3 separate regions of the Capra hircus genome follow, and regions 2 and 3 are each linked to region 1. A link is a contact called in public Hi-C data. All regions are on one chromosome and are shown on one strand. Each heading gives the region's core, a stretch centred on a gene start, on an enhancer-like site or on the middle of the called end of the contact. The rest is flanking DNA. Distances are from core to core; before and after follow the strand shown.

The links. A called contact is a pair of places that touch in the nucleus more often than the background predicts.
Region 2: a Hi-C map of blood shows a contact between it and region 1, with 5 times the contacts expected there. The contact joins the enhancer-like site here to the promoter of ARMC12 in region 1. A contact is called at or near these places in 3 of 5 Hi-C or Micro-C datasets (blood and liver).
Region 3: a contact with region 1 is called in a Hi-C map of blood, with 2.7 times the contacts expected there. The contact joins the enhancer-like site here to the promoter of ARMC12 in region 1.

Annotation. Positions count from the first base shown.
Region 1 is chr23:38,985,996-38,990,208 of ARS1.2, reverse strand. ARMC12 (armadillo repeat-containing protein 12) reads left to right here and starts at 2,099. Exons shown (of 9, transcript XM_013973881.2): 1 at 2,099-2,589.
Region 2 is chr23:39,132,177-39,136,118 of ARS1.2, reverse strand. It overlaps FKBP5 (peptidyl-prolyl cis-trans isomerase FKBP5), which reads right to left. Exons shown (of 13, transcript XM_018038959.1): 10 at 3,624-3,707. Among named protein-coding and RNA genes, the nearest start is that of TULP1, 110 kb to the left of the region's middle. Within about 2 kb of position 1,713, at least 3 of the 5 cell types and tissues checked have an H3K27ac peak or open chromatin away from gene starts, as enhancers often do.
Region 3 is chr23:39,217,427-39,221,705 of ARS1.2, reverse strand. No RefSeq gene overlaps it. Among named protein-coding and RNA genes, the nearest start is that of TULP1, 26 kb to the left of the region's middle. Within about 2 kb of position 2,190, at least 1 of the 5 cell types and tissues checked has an H3K27ac peak or open chromatin away from gene starts, as enhancers often do.

The sequences.
Region 1 (4,213 bases), core at 850-3,349:
CTATTGGTTTCCTGATGCTCATGCAGGCCCTTTTGTTTTGAGCAGCCCTGGTTTTTAAATTTCCCAGAATCTTCGGGGTAGAGGTGGGGAATGAGGAGAGAGAATCTGACATCCAAATTAACATCAGAGTGAGTGAAGTCACTCAGTCCTGTCTGACTCTTTGCGACCCCACGAACTACCAGGCTCCTCCATCCATGGAATTTTCCAGGCAAGAACATTGGAGTGAGTTGCCATTTCCTTCTCCAGGGGATCTTCCCGACCCAGGGATCGAACCCGGGTCTCCCGCACTGTAGGCAGACGCTTTACCGTCTGAGCTACCAAGGTTATGCCAAATACCAACTCTAAAGTACTAGAGTGCTGAATGGAATAAGTCTAGCTGCCTGCCTGGAGCCTGTGCTCCAGCAAGGAACAGAAAACCACTGAGGAGGGTGGAGGGCAGAAAAGAGTGCAAGCAGTGGCTTTGGGGTTTACAGAGGGATCTTGCCATTGGAGATCCCAGCCTGCCTAGCTCTGGGTTGCTGGTCTGATGCCCTTAAGTTGTTCTCTTTCTTGGCACCACATCACACACACACACACACAAACACAGACCCAGTGAGCTTGATCCCATCACCACCCCATAACCCAGCTCAAAGGCTCTGATAATCTCCACCCCGCTTGGATCATTTTGTCATCAACTTCCCTCTAAGCCTTATGGGTGGCCTTTAATCTTTCCTAGATTTTATTGCTTCATTATGCCCTGTAATATTTTCAGCCTCAAATATTATAAGCTCCTTCACGGCAGGGACAGGGTTTATTTATTTACTTGTTTAATATCATCTGTCTTGAAAAGAAAGACTAACATTGGGCTCTTGGATTTTGAAGGCCACAAGGACCTAGGTGCAACACTTAGCTGTATGGCCTTGGGCAAGCCTCTTCACCTTTCTGAGCCTGCTTCATCTGTAAAAGGTGAGAGAGGCAAAGATTACAGAGAACATAGTGCTGGCTGCAAAGCGAGCAGACAGCAGCCTGCTTTGCAGGAGCTTTTCTTGAATTGGGGGATGCGGTACCTTAACTACTGTCCTCCAACCCCCAACTAAGACATTTCTAAGCGAGTAGAAGGGACAGTTAACACCAGTTCCACGGAGGTAACCCAGGATGCATAGCCACTCTACCCTGACTCAAAATAATCAGCGAGGGCAGGGTTTGGATCCAGCGCCGCCAGAACGCAGTGCCTAAGCCTGATGCCAAGCACGGTTCAAGCTCAAAGAACGTCTGTCGAATGAACCGCACCTGTCCGGCCCTCAGCTTTTTGGACCCCCAGCGAGCGAAAAGCAAAGATTGAAAAGGCCGCCCACGCCGCCTCCCCACCCCAACGCACCCCCCACCCCCGGGTCCCAGTGTCTCTAGCAACCTTGTTTCGCTAAGGTCTCTCCTTCCCCAGCCTGCGTCTCCGCCCCTGGTTGCCTTGGAAACAGTGACGTGTACGCGAAGGGCGTGACCTCTCTCCATCCTCTCCCGGAGAGCCGGGGGCCCCCTTCTCATCCCAACGAGGGAGAGGATGAGGTTGGGGTCCCCGACCTTGCTGACCCTACGTCTGGTCTGGCGCGGACGCTAACTCCGCCCAGCTGGCTGCCCTCCTCGGTCGCGGGACTCGCCGGATTTGCGGGCACCCCCACCCCCAGCCCACCTGGCACCAGTGGTGAGCTGGTCTGGGGGGTCCGGAGAAGGCTGGCTTCAGGCCCTAGGATCTCTCTTCATCCCTTCCCCTCCCACCCGCGACGGGCCAGTGGATCCGGAGAACCGAGCCCCACCGCTGGGCCGGGGCCCTTCTTCCCATGCCGCCCTGGATGGAGCTCCCTGTCCTGGGAGTGGGCGGGAAGGGTGGGACCCCCTCCCCAGCAAGGGCGCGCTGGGCGCTGCGAAGCGCGGAAGGGAAAGAGTTAAACAAGGTGCCGGCGGCGGGAGTGGGGGATGGGAGCGGAGGGAAAGTGAGAGCGGGGGCGGGGGTGGGGGGGCCCGAGCGAAAGAACATCCTGTGCCCGCCGCCGGATGCGCGCGGGGCGGGGGAGGAGCGGGGAGCAATCGGAGGAGGGGGGGCAAGACGGGGGAGGCCAGGGGCGGGAGGAGCCTCGGCCTCCGCCCCACGCCCGGTCCTCCTTCTGCGGGGGGCACCGCCCCCTTCGCTTCCCCGGGTTTTCGCCGCCTTTTTCCCGCGTCCCCACGCCTTCGCTGGCGTCATGAGCTACTCAAGAGGCCCGCCAGCCTGGTTCCCGGCCCGGGGTCTGCGCGAGCTTGGACGGCACGATCTCGGAGCACGTGGGGTGCACGTCAGGGCGCGGGCTGTCCCCAGACGTGCACCCCTCTGCTCTCTGCGGGGGCAGCTCGCACGTGCAGAGCTTCCCCAGTTCACCTGGAGTCACGGCGTACAGCGTCGCATTCAGTTCTGACGGAGCACTTCCGTGTAGTAGGCGGGTATTGATAGACCCGTTTTCCGGAGGAGGAAACTGAGACTCAAGATTATGGAACTTGCCCAAACCGAAGCTCGAAGGACTCCAATGCGCTTTTCATTAGAGTAAGCTGATTTCCCCTTGGCGTCTCCTGGGCATGCAGGTGCGGAACCCCTCCTGGGTCACACTTCTTAATGGCCTACTTGCACAGCAGGTCCCCGATAGCATGTCAGTCTCCTCTAATTAACTAGGCTGAAACACCCATGCTTAGAGTCCTGATCGAGTAAGCAGGTAGTCTTGGGGTTTTACACGTGGAAGGATGGTTTTTAGGAACTGAGTAGCCCAGGGCAATGGGCTGGGTGCCCCTAGCTCTCCAGGTTTAGGTATTTGGTGGGGTTGAAGGGTTCAAGGAGGACTCCAAAACTGGCAAAGAAAGTAAATGGGCTACAGGAGTTGAGATTGATTAGCCTGAAGACGACCAGGGTGGGAGGGATAGAGGATAAGGGAAGAGATTGAATAATGTACCTTTTAGGCCTCATAGAGGCCAACCGTCTGAGTGCTCACTTCCTTTCCACCCCTGACATTTTTGTCCAAGGGGAAGCCTGCTTATAATTGAAATGGTCATAGTCACATTTGGTGAGCTCTGTGTGCTGAGCACTGTTCTGATAAACCCAAGAAGTAGGTATTACTATTTTACCCATTTTATAGGTGTGGAAAATGAGGCACAAAAAGATTACAAAGCTAACTCAGTGACTGAGTAGAAAGTCTGGGTTGAACCCACACTCACTAAATAAATTGCACCTAGTGAAAGAAAGTGAAGTCACTCAGTCGTGTCCGACTCTTTGTGACCCCATGGACTGCAGCCCGCCAGACTCCTCCGTCCATGGGATTTTCCAGGCAAGAGTACTGGAGTGGGTTGCCATTGCCTTCTCCAGAGGATCTTTCCGACCCAGGGATTGAACCTGGATCTCCCGCATTGTAGGCAGACGCTTTTACCGTCTGAGTCACCAGGGAAGTTACTGGAACATGTTGGGAAATCAACCCTGAATATTAATTGGAAGGACTGATGCTGAAGCTCCAATAACTTCGGTCACCTGATTCGAAGAAAAGACCCTGATGCTGGGAAAGATAGAAGGCAGGAGGAGAAGGGGACGACAGAGGATGAGATGGTTGGATGGTATCACTGACTTAATAGACATGAGTTTGAGCAAGCTTCCAGAGATGGTAAAGGACAGGGGTGTGCAGTCCATGGGGTTGCAAAGAGTCAGACATGACTGAGCGACTGAAGAACAACATGATGGGAACATCAGCAGCTTTCAAGGTGGAAAGCTGGTGCAGATGGCAGAGAGGTGTGCTAGGGTGGCCTGTGCCCTTTTGCCTTGGTGAGGGCAGGTAAGAAACTTGGGGTTGGCTGTGTGTGTATATGGCATCTCAGACTTCTCTCTAGCCAATATTCCAAAGTTGGGGGTTTGACGGGAAAAGAACCAAAACCCAAATTCTCACCGAGAGTTGCAGCCCTCTTTTATGCTCCCCAAGAACATTCACTGTCCTGGGTTATCACCATAATCTCACAAAAGCAAATATATTTTAATTCTTCTCAAAAGAAGACAGACATCATCTGAATCAAAAGCAGTTACTCCCAAGAAAGAACAGTCCTTGACTTTCCACCAACAAATACCTATTTTTTTCCTTCTATTTCGTGCTGTGGATTAGCAAAAATGTATAGTGGGGCGGCTGCCTCTGCTTCTGATCCCTCTGAGTCATTTGAGGGCAGAACCAAAAAAAAA
Region 2 (3,942 bases), core at 464-2,963, 150 kb before region 1:
AGAAACAGGCTGTGGTCTGCTAACCACTGATTTACAGACCCAGGGAATATACACAATGAACAGCTGTCCAGCATACCTAACTATAAAACAAAAATCACACAGGTGTTAGTCACCTGACTACATGAGAAAGACTTTTCTCTTAATCATATTTTCACTCAGTAACAACTGTGAATAAAAATTGTATAATTAATTCACATGAATGATATATATGCTCTATTACTGTAGAAAGGAAGCCCTGATGTCAGTTTCCAGTGATAAGGATGGGGTAGACACAGTTCCAAGTGGAGGGCCTGGATCTGAAGGCAGTCTTCCTCAGCTTACAAGGGGGTCACCCCCCAGTATGCCCAGGGAAACTGAAGTGCATTTCATATGCCTCACCTACCTTCAGTGTGATCTAGCCTACAGTTGGGCAAAATCATCTAACACAAAGCCTATTTTATAATAGAGTTCTGAATATCTCATGTAATTTATTGAATACTGTCCTGAAAGTGAAAACCAGAAAGGTGTGTGAGTCCAGAACCGCTGTGTCGGTTGTTCAGCCCCATGATCCCATGGCTGGGAGCCATGCTCACTGATGATGACATCACCAGTTTGGGAAGAGGCAATCCAAATTCAAAGTATGATTTCTACCGAATGCATGTTGCTTTCACACAGGTGTAAGTTAGGGGCTGGCTGTCCTTGTAGTCTGCCATAGCCTTAGGCCCCACTACTCAAGATTAAAGTCCTTACCAGTTTCAGGGGCTGGCATTTTCTGTCATTGTCTTTTCTCTTGGTGGATTATGAGCTTTTGGGGACAGGAAGCATGCCCTATCCCTTTTGGAATATTCAGGGTTTAACACGAGGTGGCTCTTGATGATGGTTTGTTAAGTAAATATTAAGGTCAAAGGAATATAACTATGGAATCAAGTTTTTCAATCACTGGGAGCAAAATGGTGAAAGTGAAAGGTGTCCTTTTGCTCTCATCCTCCTCTTAACTACCTTTCTGTCTAATATAGTGTCATAGAGGAAGGAAAGAGCCAGGGAGGACAAAGACCAGATCCGATCACTTCAGTAGGTTCTGACTGTCAGAATGGTAGAGAGGCTACAGTTTCTGAAAGAAAATAAAAAACCCCAAAGTATCAGACTTTATGTAAATGTTCTTTACACTTGAGTATTTTACTTTCTTGATAGTCCTTTCATATATAGTATATATAATTTCTATATCTCAACTTTAAATGAGCAAAGATCTTTGTGTTATTTCTGCTTCTGATGGACTAAAACTGGAGTTCTCAACTAGGGTGGCTCTGTCCCCAGGTGACCATCTGGTAATGTTTCGAGATCTTCTTTAGTTCTCACAACTGGGAATGTGTGTGCACTACTGGCAGCTAGTGGGTAGGCCCAGGGCTACTGCTAAACGCACAGAACCTCCCACTAAACAATTAACTTTACAGCCTCAAATGTCAACTGTGCCAAGGTTGAGAAGTCTTCTCTTTCCTTCACTATTCTAGAGCAAAAGAGGGTTTTTCTTAACCTAAAATCCGAGAGTCATGGACAACTTGTTTCTGAATCAGAGCACTGGCTTCCTGGGTCAGTAATGGTGGTCAAAACACAGCAAAACCTAGTGTGTCTGCAAAGGGTCCTGTGGCTGAAAGATGACCCTTCACTCAGTTGCTTTAAGAATGCTTTATCCCCAAGGAGCACAAGGGGGCGCAAGAACCTCTTGGTAAGAAGTGTCCTCAGCCTTCTTCCCACTGCCTCCAAGTCAGAGGAGAGAGACACTGACCAGCTGTGACAGTTAACACTCCTGTCTCAGTGCTGTCAGCTATGCGGGCGCAACGCCATGTTATATGTGCTTCATGATTATTTTCAGAGCCAAATGAAGACAGTCCTCTCCTACCTTTCTTTAGTGTTCAGAGGTTCATATGAGGAGTTCACACTCTAAACACCAAAATCACTTCCATTTAAAAGCTTTTTACAGCTCTACTCTACTAAGAGCAGAGGCTTCCCCACTTAGGTGTAAACCCAGCCGACAGGTCACTGAGAATAGGGCTCGATGTGTGCGTGGCATGACCGTGCCCCATCTCTGCCCTGGCCGCCACAACAGGACCCCGTGCTTGTGCATAAGTCGCACAACCTGAAAGGTCGAGGCCCAGGAAGGCTGCTCGGCAGACTGGAACTTGCCCTGACATCTGAAAAGGGAATGTGTATAGGAACCCACCTACCATTTCTAAAGTCATACAGCTAAAACTAGGATCGCCGCTGGGATCTTTTACCTATAAATGTGAAGGTGCCTCCAGGGAAGTTTTTAATGCAAAACATTCAAAGACATTCTGGGAGAAAAAGTCTTAGGTCAGTGGTTCTGAACCTTTTCATTAATTTTCCCCCAAAAGAATAATGTTTTGAAAGATTTTGTCTATCAAACTGCACGTTAAAAATAATATGTGTGATCCAGGTTTTATCCAAACATCAGTAATTTTAAGAGTGTTCATAACATTATGAAATACACAAGTCACTATTGTGGTTATGATGCTAAGACGCAACAAAGTTAAATAATTGTATAGCTACTTTAGCACTGATTTCTGCTGCTGATTACAAATTCTGGCCATCTCTCTGTATATATTCAAGACACAGCTATATGATACGTGGCTTTGCAACACTGAGTCATCAGCAACCAATTAGAGTTTCTGAACAGCTGTTTTATTACACTGAGTTGATATTGTCATTTAATCACTAAGTCGTATCTAACTCTTTGCGACCGGGCTCCTCTGTCCATGGGGACTTCCCAGGCAAGAATACTGGGGTGGGTTGCCATTTCCTTCTCCAGAAAATCTTCCCAACTGAGGGATAGAATCCATGTCTCCTGCATTGCAGACAAATTCTTCCCCTCTGAGCCACCAGGGAATCCAGTATATATGAGTCATAAATAAATATATATTATCTATACCCACAGTAAGAAATGCTTTAAGTTATGATTTGTAAATCATACAAATCAACTCATTTAAGCAGGTAAAGTGACAGATGTTGTTATATTCATGGTGTCACCATTAAAGTGAATAATGAGAGTTACTAGCCTTTCTGGCAACCCTATGTTGATTCCTAACAATTTAACTTGATTATTTAAAAATCTAGTAACATGCTCTTTGCACTTTTTATATTGGGTTCAGTTCCTTTCGAAATCTGTGCATGAACTTTTCTCTCATCATGTACCTAAGTGACTTCCCCAAAACGGTGGAAAGGGAAAATGATATGAAACTTATCCCTTTGAATGCTACTATTTGCTAACAATTATTCTATTCATTCTTTGTTTTGTTGCACAAACACTTGGTGACGGCCCACTATGTACCAAGCACAGTGCTTTAGGCCTTAACTGATACATGGTGAGTGGGCAAGCCAGACCTGGTCTGATGCTATGGATGGTTACAGTCTAGATTAGAATGTGTAAAAGAGGCATTTGTATTCTGTGTCACATTAATTCATTCTGCCTTATAATTTCTTATGCTGAAAATGACAGACTTGTAAAAGTTCAGGCTTATTCTTATCCTGAAGGGTACTGACAGAATCCAGGATAGGGGATATCAGCACAATTCACTGATACTTGAGTAAATTCTTTGAGATGGAAAGTATCGTACAAAGAGTCAACGTACCTTGAAGTACACAGTCCCCTTCTCTTTGACAATGGCAGCCTGCTCCAGTTTTTCTTTGGTATCCATCTCCCAGGATTCTTTGGCCTGTTGTATAAATGCGTGACAATGGTTAGATGAACCAAGAAGGAAAAAGCATCAGCTGATGTCCATAAGAAAAAACTTACAGCTACTTCCACAGAATACCCACACCTCAAAACACAGTGGCTTTTAAAACTGTGTGCCCTTGCCAATGCCCTGATAGGCTAGAACTCACTCTCCATGAGAACAAAGGTGTAGCTTGACCCACGCTGCTCAAGAGGGAGGCTTGGGTGGTAACACC
Region 3 (4,279 bases), core at 941-3,440, 230 kb before region 1:
GTTGTGCAGAGAACTACTTTCCTTTTGATTTAGCTGCACGCTTGCTGGGACCTGGTGGAGACCAAGTGTCTGGGGATGAGACATCAAGTGGCTGTTTGTTCTGAGGTGCCTGTTAGGTACCGGGAGTCATCTGACCCATCAAGTCACAAGAGAGACAACATCTTGAAATATGGGGTTCGTCTTATAGGATGGCCTTTTGAAGAGGCACCCAGAATATACAGACCTGGAAATCAAACGGTGAAAATGTACATGGTTCCTTTCATAAGCACGTCTGTCTCTAGGTGGCTCCTGTTCTGCCATTCTGAGCTCTGCTGGTTTAAAGGTCATGATTTCCAGCAGAGAAATTTCTTCCGCCATGGGATATGACGTGGATATCATTGATCTGGAAGCTGAGACTGCTTCCTGGTCAGCTGGGGTTCCTCATGTCACTGAGCCAACAGGTAAACGAAGGGGTTACTCGACTTGCTGGAATGACTGAACCTGGTGACTAAGGGAAAAGGGGGCTGCTACTACACAGTGACGTCAGACATCTAGAATCAGGGATGTTTTCCGGGGTGCCTCTTAGTGCTTCACATTTCCAAGTGAAAGTGAATGGAAAACAATAGCAACCAACAAAAGACACTGAGAACTCATACCCTTCGTATTAAATAAAGGGCTACCCCACCACATAAATAATTCAACCAGCTAAGGTGCTAGCTGAAGGAAGAAGGAACACAGGATGGGGAATGGAAGAAAGAAACTATTGACATCAAGTACAGTCTTGTAGTGAATTACCAAAATGAGAATAGGCTAGCTAGGTACACTTTCTTACTTATTCTATACACACATACACACTCACACACACACACACACACACAGCTAGTTTCCTAGTGCTGCCGTAACAAAGGCACAGGGTAAGTATCTTAAAAACAACAGAAATTTATTTTCTGACAGTTCAGGAGGTGGAGTCTGAAATCAAGGTGTGGTCAGGATCATGCTCTCTTCACTGGCGCAAGGGAATACTTTTTTTGTTGCCTCTTTTTCAGTTTCTGGTGGTTTCTTGGCTTGTAGACACATCACCCTAATCTCTGCCTCTGAGAACATGCTGTTCTTTCTGGGTCCGTATCTTCACATGTCATTTGCCACTTCCTGTAGGAACACTAGTCAGATTAGATTAGGGTCCACCCTAATGACCTCATCTAGACTTTTCCCTTTCATGCCTTGGAGAAGGAAATGCAACCCACTCCAGTGTTCTTGCCTGGAGAATCCCAGGGACTGCGGAGCCTGGTGGGCTGCCGTCTATGGGGTTGCACAGAGTTGGACACGACTGAAGCGACTTCGCAGCAGCAGCAGACTTTATTACATCTGCAAAGATCCTGTCTCTAAGTGAGGTCACATTCTGAGGTACTGAGGGTCAGGACATTAGCCCATCCTTTCGGGAGACCCAACTCTCCCTATAAGACACACACACACATGCACGTGTGTGAAGTCGCTCAGTTGTGTCCGACTCTTTGCGACCCTATGGACCATAGCCCGCCAGGCTCCTCTGTCCATGGGATTCTCTAGGCAAGAATACCGGAGTGGATTGCCATGCCCTCCTCCAGGGGATCTTCCTGATCCAGGGATGGAACCCACTTCTCTTTCATCTCCTGCGTTGGAGGCAGGTTCTTTACCACTAGTGCCACCTGGGAAGCTACTGCCCCCACACCCCGCCCCCATACAAACACATATACATATAAAAGAAATATATATATATATAATATAGCTTTATATTATCAGCATCAATGTAGTTATTAACATCGTTTAGCGATGGCTGTACAGACTTAGTGTGTCCCCTTTTGGGGAAAGGCTGAGAATATCTTCATTTATTTGAAGGATAGTTGGATCTAGCTTGTTAGGCAGAAGCATCAATTTGTTTTGTGGGAATATGGAAGTTCAAATGTAGGTGGCAGGGTGGAACTGGATGCTGAGGAGCCAAGGGGTGGCTTGGATGGATTGCTACTGTCTTTTCGCTCCTAATCGACCCTTTTGTGCTCTGCTCTGAAGTGCTGGAGCTGGAACTCGGCGGCGTTTCTCCTGCTAGATAGCGTCCTGCGGGCTTCTGCCAGCAGGGGGCGCTAGAGGGAAGACCAGGCGGCCAGAGCTGAGACGTGCCGGGTGCTTGCTGGGCTTGCGCAGTATTTCACCAGCAATGCGCGCATGTCACACCGGGCAGCAAAGGTTGGCTTCCGCCTCCAGCTTGATTTGGCGGTCCAGGCTTCAGCCTCCCCGAAGTCTCCCGATACACTCACATGATGCCACAGCATCTCTCCTTGGGGGTGGAGCGCAGTACCAGCCCTTCCTCGGAGCAGTTGGGATGGTAGCAGCCGCTGGATCCCACCTCTTTTCCGAGGTCCAGAACTCACCTCCAAGCTGCTGCTGCTGCTAAGTCACTTCAGTCCTGTCCGACTCTGTGCAACCCCATAGACGGCAGCCCACCAGGCTCCGCCGTCCCTGGAGGCCTCACCTTTAGCGTCTTTTCATCATTCCCCCAGCGCTTCAGGTGGGAGTTGCTTCTTGGGGTAGCGTATATCTTGGTTCGACCTCAGTGTCCTCCTTTTGTTTTTTGAGTCCTCCAGCCCCTGTTTAATCACTGTCCTATCTCACATTCTGTTAAAATAACCAGTATGAAACCTGTTTTCTTTTATTTGTTTATTTGGCGGTTTTAGTCCTTTGTTGCAGCGGGCAGGCTTTAGTTCCCTGACCAGGGACTGAACCCAGGGCCTCTGCATTGGGAGCATGGAGTCTTAGCCATTGGGTCACCAAGGAAATCTCTGGAACCTCTTGTCTTGACTGGACCCTGACTGATACAGATGATTTCCAGACAAGGGGGAACATGCCAACTTTATTAAAATCAGAAGTCAAAGACCCTGTTTTATAAATTTTTGCATACCCATAAGACTGAATGCTGGCTGGATGGCATCACCGACTCAATGGACATGGGTTTGGGTGGACTCCAGGAGCTGGTGATGGACAGGGAGGCCTGGCATGCTGCGGTTCATGGGGTCGCAAAGACTCAGACACGACTGAGCGACTGAACTGAAGACTGAATGCTGACTTACATAAATTTTCAGTAAAGGGTTGAGTCATGTGTATTGAATGAATCAATGTGCCCATGAAAGATATCCATATCCTAATCCATGGAGCCTGGGGGTGGGGGTGGGAGGATCTTTACAGATGTGATTAAGAGTGTTGAGATGAGGTAACTATCCTACGTTATCCAAGTGGTCCCTGAAAGCACACACATGTAATATTCTTACAAGAGGGATGCTGAGGAAGTTTGATAGAGAAAACGGTTATGTGAAGATGGAGCTAAGGGAGATTTTAAGATGCTGGCCTGAAAGATGAGGGTGATGTGGCTATAAGCCCAAGGGCTGCTGGCAGCCAGCCACTGGGTGCAGCATGGAGCAGGTTCTCCTCTAGGGCCTCTAGACGTGGGAAGGAGTAAGTTTCTGTTGTTTTAAGCCATCAAGTTTGTGATAATTTTTTACAGCAGCCACAGGTATGTAATACATGAATACTGGATTGGGTTAACTTGACATGGGAGGGACCTCCCTGGTGGTCCAGTGACTAAGACTATGAGCTCCCAATCCCAGGGGCCCAGGTTCAATCCCTGGTCAGGGAACTAGATCCCACATGCTGCAACGGAAAGATCCTGCATGCTGCAATGGAGATGGAAGATTTCATATGCTGCGACTAAGACCTGGTGCAGCCAGATAAAAAAGTATTAAAAAATTGACTTGGGAGATGGCTTTCCTAAGGAAATTAGTTCTTCTGGTGTCATATCCACATGGCTTAACCAGCCGGGTCAGTGTCCTGTCTGCTTTGGGTCCACTGTGGGGGAGGGTCCCTTATTTTCAACCCTCTGATTTATTTCACCTACCCACTACCTAAAAGGATTTAAGGTAGATTATAGTAAAAGACAACTCATTCACTCATCCATTTATTCAATGTTATACTCATTTAAGGGGAGGGCATGGCAGCCCACTCCAGTATTCTTGCCTGGAGAATTCCATGGATGGCTACAGTCCATAGGGTCTCACAGACTTGGACATGACTGAAGCGACTTAACACACACATAAAAACTCATTTTAAATATTCTACACACCAAATTAACATACCCAACACTGTCTTTTAATTTGATAAAGATGCTCCTTAAGATCCAGGGTCAAGATATTAAAAAATTATGAAACTAAAATGAACCTAAGAAACTCAGTATTTGGGCTCAGCATGACTAAGAAACTAGGTTTTAGGTCAAACA